Linked DNA regions of Mus musculus: region 1 is linked to region 2. A link is a contact called in public promoter capture Hi-C data. All regions are on one chromosome and are shown on one strand. Each heading gives the region's core, a stretch centred on a gene start, on an enhancer-like site or on the middle of the called end of the contact. The rest is flanking DNA. Distances are from core to core; before and after follow the strand shown. Region 1 holds the start of Nip7 (NIP7, nucleolar pre-rRNA processing protein). Region 2 holds the start of Usb1 (U6 snRNA biogenesis 1).

The links. Promoter capture Hi-C pulls out the DNA fragments that hold promoters and counts their contacts.
Region 1: a promoter capture Hi-C map of pre-B cells shows a contact between it and region 2. The contact joins the promoter of Nip7 here to the promoter of Usb1 in region 2.

The regions. Positions count from the first base shown.
Region 1 is chr8:107,055,436-107,058,135 of GRCm38.p6, forward strand. It overlaps Nip7 (NIP7, nucleolar pre-rRNA processing protein), which reads left to right and starts at 1,442. Exons shown (of 5, transcript NM_025391.2): 1 at 1,442-1,555; 2 at 1,658-1,744; 3 at 1,838-1,976; 4 at 2,612-2,700. The coding sequence starts at 1,500. Cog8 (component of oligomeric golgi complex 8) reads right to left here and starts at 1,302. Exons shown (of 5, transcript NM_139229.4): 1 at 826-1,302. The coding sequence starts at 1,220.
Region 2 is chr8:95,330,987-95,333,686 of GRCm38.p6, forward strand. It overlaps Usb1 (U6 snRNA biogenesis 1), which reads left to right and starts at 1,298. Exons shown (of 7, transcript NM_133954.2): 1 at 1,298-1,479; 2 at 2,382-2,548. The coding sequence starts at 1,376. It overlaps Zfp319 (zinc finger protein 319), which reads right to left and starts at 825. Exons shown (of 2, transcript NM_024467.4): 1 at 535-825.

The DNA.
Region 1 (2,700 bases), core at 192-2,691, about 12 Mb after region 2:
TTTTCAGACATATGGGGTACACAACCTGTTTTTAATATCCAAGCTTCCAAAGAAAAATTGACCTGCTGGATAGCAGAACTAAGTGTATTAGATCGAGGGCCTAGAAATGTAACATAGCTTAAAAAGGAAATGCTTTTTGACAACCTACAATGACAAATAGGATCTGTCAGCTTCCTATCGATGGACATTTTGAAGCTGAGCACCTCCAGCCCACATTTATATAGGGTTAACTATGTCAGGCTCAATGAACTGCCTTGCATAATTTTATTTATTTATTTATTTTTGGTTTTTCGAGACAAGGTTTCTCTGCATAGCTCTGGCTGTCCTGGAACTCACTCTGTAGACCAGGCTGGCCTTGAACTCAGAAACCCGCCTGCCTCTGCCTCCCAAGTGCTGGGATTAAAGGCGTGCGCCACCACCGCCCGGATGCATACATTTTTTAGTTTGTTTGAATGTCTCATGTAGCTCAGGCTGTCCATGAATTCAATACTCAGACTAGGATGATGACTCTGTGACTCGAATACTGGGATCACAAGTGTCAATAAGACTGGCTGAATGTTTATTATTTAAACAACAGCCTATGAGGGAGTAGTGGACTCCTAGCTTCCAATTCTTGGAAACTTACTAGCTGTGTTCTTGGACAAGTCACTTCACTTCGACTTCCTCGTCTGTAAAATAATGACGCTACCTACCTAGATGGCTGCTGTGAAGTTTAAGTGGATTAACAAGGCAATCAGGAGAGAGCCCTGTACACTACGCTTGGGTCATGACGATAGCGTCCTGGCAGATACAATGACGCGCCCGTCCCCATCAGGCCAGCCGCACCTGCAGCTCTGCTGGAAGCGGGGCAGACGGTCGAGCAGGCGCCCGAGGGACGCCTCCACGTCGCCGAAGAGCCGGTGGATGCGCTCGGTGCACTCGGCCCCGCGAATGAACGTCTTGTAGTTGGCGAAAGCCAGGTCGCGCGTCTGCTGCAGCCGCTGGGCCCGCTCTTCCGCCAAGCGCTCGGGTTCGCGCCGCAGCCGGTCCAGCCCGGAGCCGCTCAGCTCCCGGAGGTAGCGGCCCACGTCGGGCTTCTCACGCCACTGAGCTTCGGGGAAGCGGTCCCGGAATAGCGACGCCAGGAGGCCCTCATCTTCCACCTCCCCCAGCGCGACGGCCGTGGCTGTCGTCGTGGCCGAAGCGGTCGTGGAGGGCTGGAGAGGGAGAGCGGCCGCCATCTCTCAAGCACGGTACCGTCACTTCCTCTTCAGAGCCGGTTTCGCTCCTGGGAAACGGAAACGATTGGGGGAAACATTTCCCGTCTCTATGGTTTCTCATCTAGCCGGCTTTCGGTCCCCGGAAGTCCGCCACGGTAGGCGGCGGCTGCGCAAAGATCACGGAGAATTAGGCTAGAGAGACACGCGTTCGTGGACCCCAGGAAGTGGGCGGGTGGGAAAGTGACTTCCGCTTCCGGCTCTCCAGGCACGAGGATTCCCGGGAGCCAAGCAAGCGGCAAGATGAGGCCCTTGACTGAAGAAGAGACCCGGGTCATGTTTGAGAAGATCGCGAAGTAGTAAGAACTGGAGAGGCGGATGAGGGACGGGCGTGCGGGGAGTGGGGATGCGGCTCCGGGGCGGGACGGTCCCGGCTCAGACGCTGGTCTTGTTGCCCTCAGCATCGGAGAGAACCTTCAACTCCTAGTGGACAGACCCGACGGCACGTACTGTTTCCGGCTGCACAACGACCGAGTGTACTATGTGAGGTGAGGTGGGGCGTGCTGCCCACTGCGTGGCGGGCTGGAGGCGTGCATCCATCCCTGGTCGTCACCGGGTACCTTCCTCCCGCGCCCCTGTAGTGAGATGATGCTGAAGCTGGCCGCCAACATCTCCGGAGACAAGCTCGTGTCGCTGGGGACGTGTTTTGGGAAGTTTACCAAGACCCACAAGTTCCGCTTGCACGTGACAGCTCTGGATTACCTGGCCCCCTATGCCAAGGTACGTTGTGGGGGCCTGGTCTCCAGGTTGCCATCCGGGATGAAGTCCCGGGTGACGGCGGCCAGGTCAGAGCACAGATTCTTTCCAACGAGTTTCTGGACAGCGTCAGCCTAAGAAGTTGTTTGTCGATATTGCTGCTTGGACACGTTTAGGAAGGGTTATGGCCATGGAGCTGCATAGCCTAGTTGTCTACAGGAAAACAGGCCTCCACCGTGTCAGCTGGATCTCAGAAAGCAGAGACGAAGACACAAGTGCCAGTGGTGAGGGTGATCCTAGGGTCCAAGGGGAAAAAAAAAGGAAATTGCTGATTATGTGAGCATTTCGATGTAAGGTTGAATTTCGATGTTAGGTTGAGGAAGGAACTCCATGGTGAAAGATCAAAAATTGGGGTATCCCAGCACTTGGGAGGCAGAGACAGGCGGACTTCTGAGTTCGAGGACAGCCAGGGCTACACAGAGAAACACTGTCTCAAAAAAAAACAAAAAACCCACAAACAAACAAAAACAAAAAAGTGGGGGGGGGGTCCAAACAACTTAAAGGTTCCCCACCTCTCCTTAAACTCGGAAGCAGCTGCTAATCCGCATTTAGGGATATAGCCCAACATCCTTGTGTCTTGGCTTTTAACTCTCTTTCAGTATAAAGTGTGGGTAAAGCCGGGAGCAGAGCAGTCCTTCTTGTATGGAAACCATGTGTTGAAATCCGGTCTGGGTCGAATTACTGAGAA
Region 2 (2,700 bases), core at 48-2,547:
GAGGAGCGGTGGACTGCACGGAACACTGTCTGATCTAGCTGTACTAATCCAACTGTGTGTTATTTTTCCTGGTATGAATGGCTGCCAGCCCCATCAGCCGCCCCCACTCCCCACCTCCTAGAGCAACCCCACTGCCTACCCTGACCCTTCTCCAGTAAGGAGAAGCCAGGAACACTCTTAGCTCACTGCACAAGAGCTGGAGAGAGAAGTGGAGAGGAAAGGCAAAGAGAAGCCCCCACCCGCGCCCCACCCTAGCCCTTTTTCCTCTCAGAGTCACCGAATGAAAGCTGATCTCCTCCCATCAGGCCCAGCTGGGCTGCCTGCTGTCAGCTCCTGCTCCGGATGGCCCAGCCACTGCGTCCCGAAAAGGGGGTGGTTCCGGCCGAGGAAGGCCCCAGAGCCTCAAACGGTGCCCGGGAAGCAACTGTACTTCCAGGCCCAGCCTGGATCGCCTCGGAGCTCAGGAGGCTCTCCCTGGGTGCAGGGGCTACTGGAGTGGCCCCCAGATGCAGTCCCGGGTGCCCTGCCACTCACCTGCTCCAGGGGTCAGGCGCGGGACAAGCGAAGACCAGCTGCTTTCTCTGCCGCCTCTTTATTCCGGCTCCATCCGCCGCGGCGCGGCCTACGCGTCCTGCCAATCCCCGGGCCTCGCGTAGCAGAGGCAGGCAGCGCGGAGTCGGGAGACAGGTTTGCAGCAGCCGGAACCGACGAATCGACCCGCGCACTCGGGTTAGCGGGACCGGGGCAGCGGACGGACGGGCGAGCGGACAGACCGACGGGTCTTGCAGAGACCGGCGGACAGAGGGTCGGCGCGAGGCCGGGTAGGCGGGGCCGGGGGAGGAGCGGCAGCCGGGGCGGCGGCTGCCGAGAAGCCCGCGGCGCGGAGCGAGGCCGCCCCCTGTCGGGGACCCGCGGCCCCGCTGGCCCGAGCCTGTGGGTACGGAGGGGCGGGGCTGGAGCCTCGGGATCCGCTCGCCGGAGCCTACGGTCGCGGAGGAGCCGGGATCCTCATCCCCGGCTCGCCGCAGCCCCACCTGACTCTCCGGTCTTCTGCAGCTGACCTGCGGCTCAGCTCGCTCTCAAGAGGGATCCTGAGACTCCAACTTTTTGCAAGTCTGGCAAACAGACCCGCAGACCTGTGGAACCCACACTGGGGCGACGGAGTGATCCGGAAGGCCGCCTCCTACAGCCTTTACCGCACAGGCGGTGGCCGCCGTCCGTCCTAAGCTCCACTGGGCTTCGCCCCCCGGGTCGCCAGGCCCCGCCCCGAGGTGGAGCTACTCTAGGTCCCGCCCCCCACAGAGCACTTCCGGCTCAGAGGAACTCCGGGCGTCGGATCAGGTTGTCGGTGGACACGGCTTGTGGTCGAGGCCCCATGAGCTCGGCGCCCCTGGTGGGCTACAGCAGCAGCGGTTCAGAGGATGAAGCGGAGGCTGTCGCCGCGGGGCGGAGCAAACCGGGTACTGGCTTCCACCGTTGGTGAGGATCGAGGAATTTTTCTCTCTCGAGCGTAGATTCTTTTGAAACCCTAGTGGGACCCGAGCCTCCCGGGGAACCAAGAGGGTGGGTCAGTTCCCCGGTAAGAGAAAAAGGGATGTCGAGGGAAAGGATTCAGGACACACCCTGGACAAAGCCCTGGAATGGCACTACCACACACACACCCTGGCTAAGGCAAAGTTGGGAGTGAGGACACGGGTTCAAGTCCAGCCCTCTCCGTTGGTGCGTTTTTTTTTTTTTTTTTTCTCTTTTGGAAAGCAACTATGTTTCTTCCCAGATGTTTCCTCGTTTGAACACTATGCAATAATAACCCAAGCTTTTCGTTCGTCTAGTAAATGGTTAATGAATAGCCACCGTGAGCCACACGGTAGACTGGAGACACCAGCCTGTTGAAAAACCCATGAAAATCTCATGCGCCAAGAGGCTTAAATCTTCGAGGTTCTTAAATACTGGTCTTTGCTGACTGTAGTGTGTCGGTTCATTGCACAAGAGCTCTAGCAAGTAAAAATATGCTCTACACGTGAGGAAATTAATGTAAGCCAAGATCACAGAGCTACTTGAGTTCAGGCCTGTCCAACTATCTAATAGGGACCTCCAAGCCACACTGCTACCTGCTGAAATGTTTCCATGGGGACCAAGAGCCAGCTGAGGTCTGCCTTCCCAGCTAGGAAACTTAAGCAGTTCTAGAAAGCTATGGTTCTTTAGTAGAAGCTCAACCCCTTCCTGGAAATGAACACTCAGCCATTGTGGCTGAGGGAGGAGGATCAAGTTCGAGGCCAACATGGCAAGACTGGTGTGGGTAAGAATCACTGTGCATAACAGCTTAGAACTACCGTTGTTCAAAGGGGTATCAATGAGGATAAATGTGTGTTCTTCTTTTGCAGTGGCCAGAACCCCGTTCCCAGTGAGAAGCTTCCAGTGCCTGACAGTGTGCTAAGTATGTTCCCCAGCACAGAGGAAGGGCCTGAGGACGACAGTGCAAAGCATGGCGGTCGAATCCGAACCTTTCCCCATGAGCGGGGCAACTGGGCCACCCACATCTACATACCGTGTGAGTCACTGACTAAAGTGCCTCTAGCTCTGGCTAGGAGGAAGACACCAGGGCTGCTGTGTGCTGGACTCAGCTCCCACCGCAGACCTGAGGAGACAATGGACTGCCTAACTGCTGAAGTAGACCTTCCTGCACTGGGTGTTCTGTCAGCT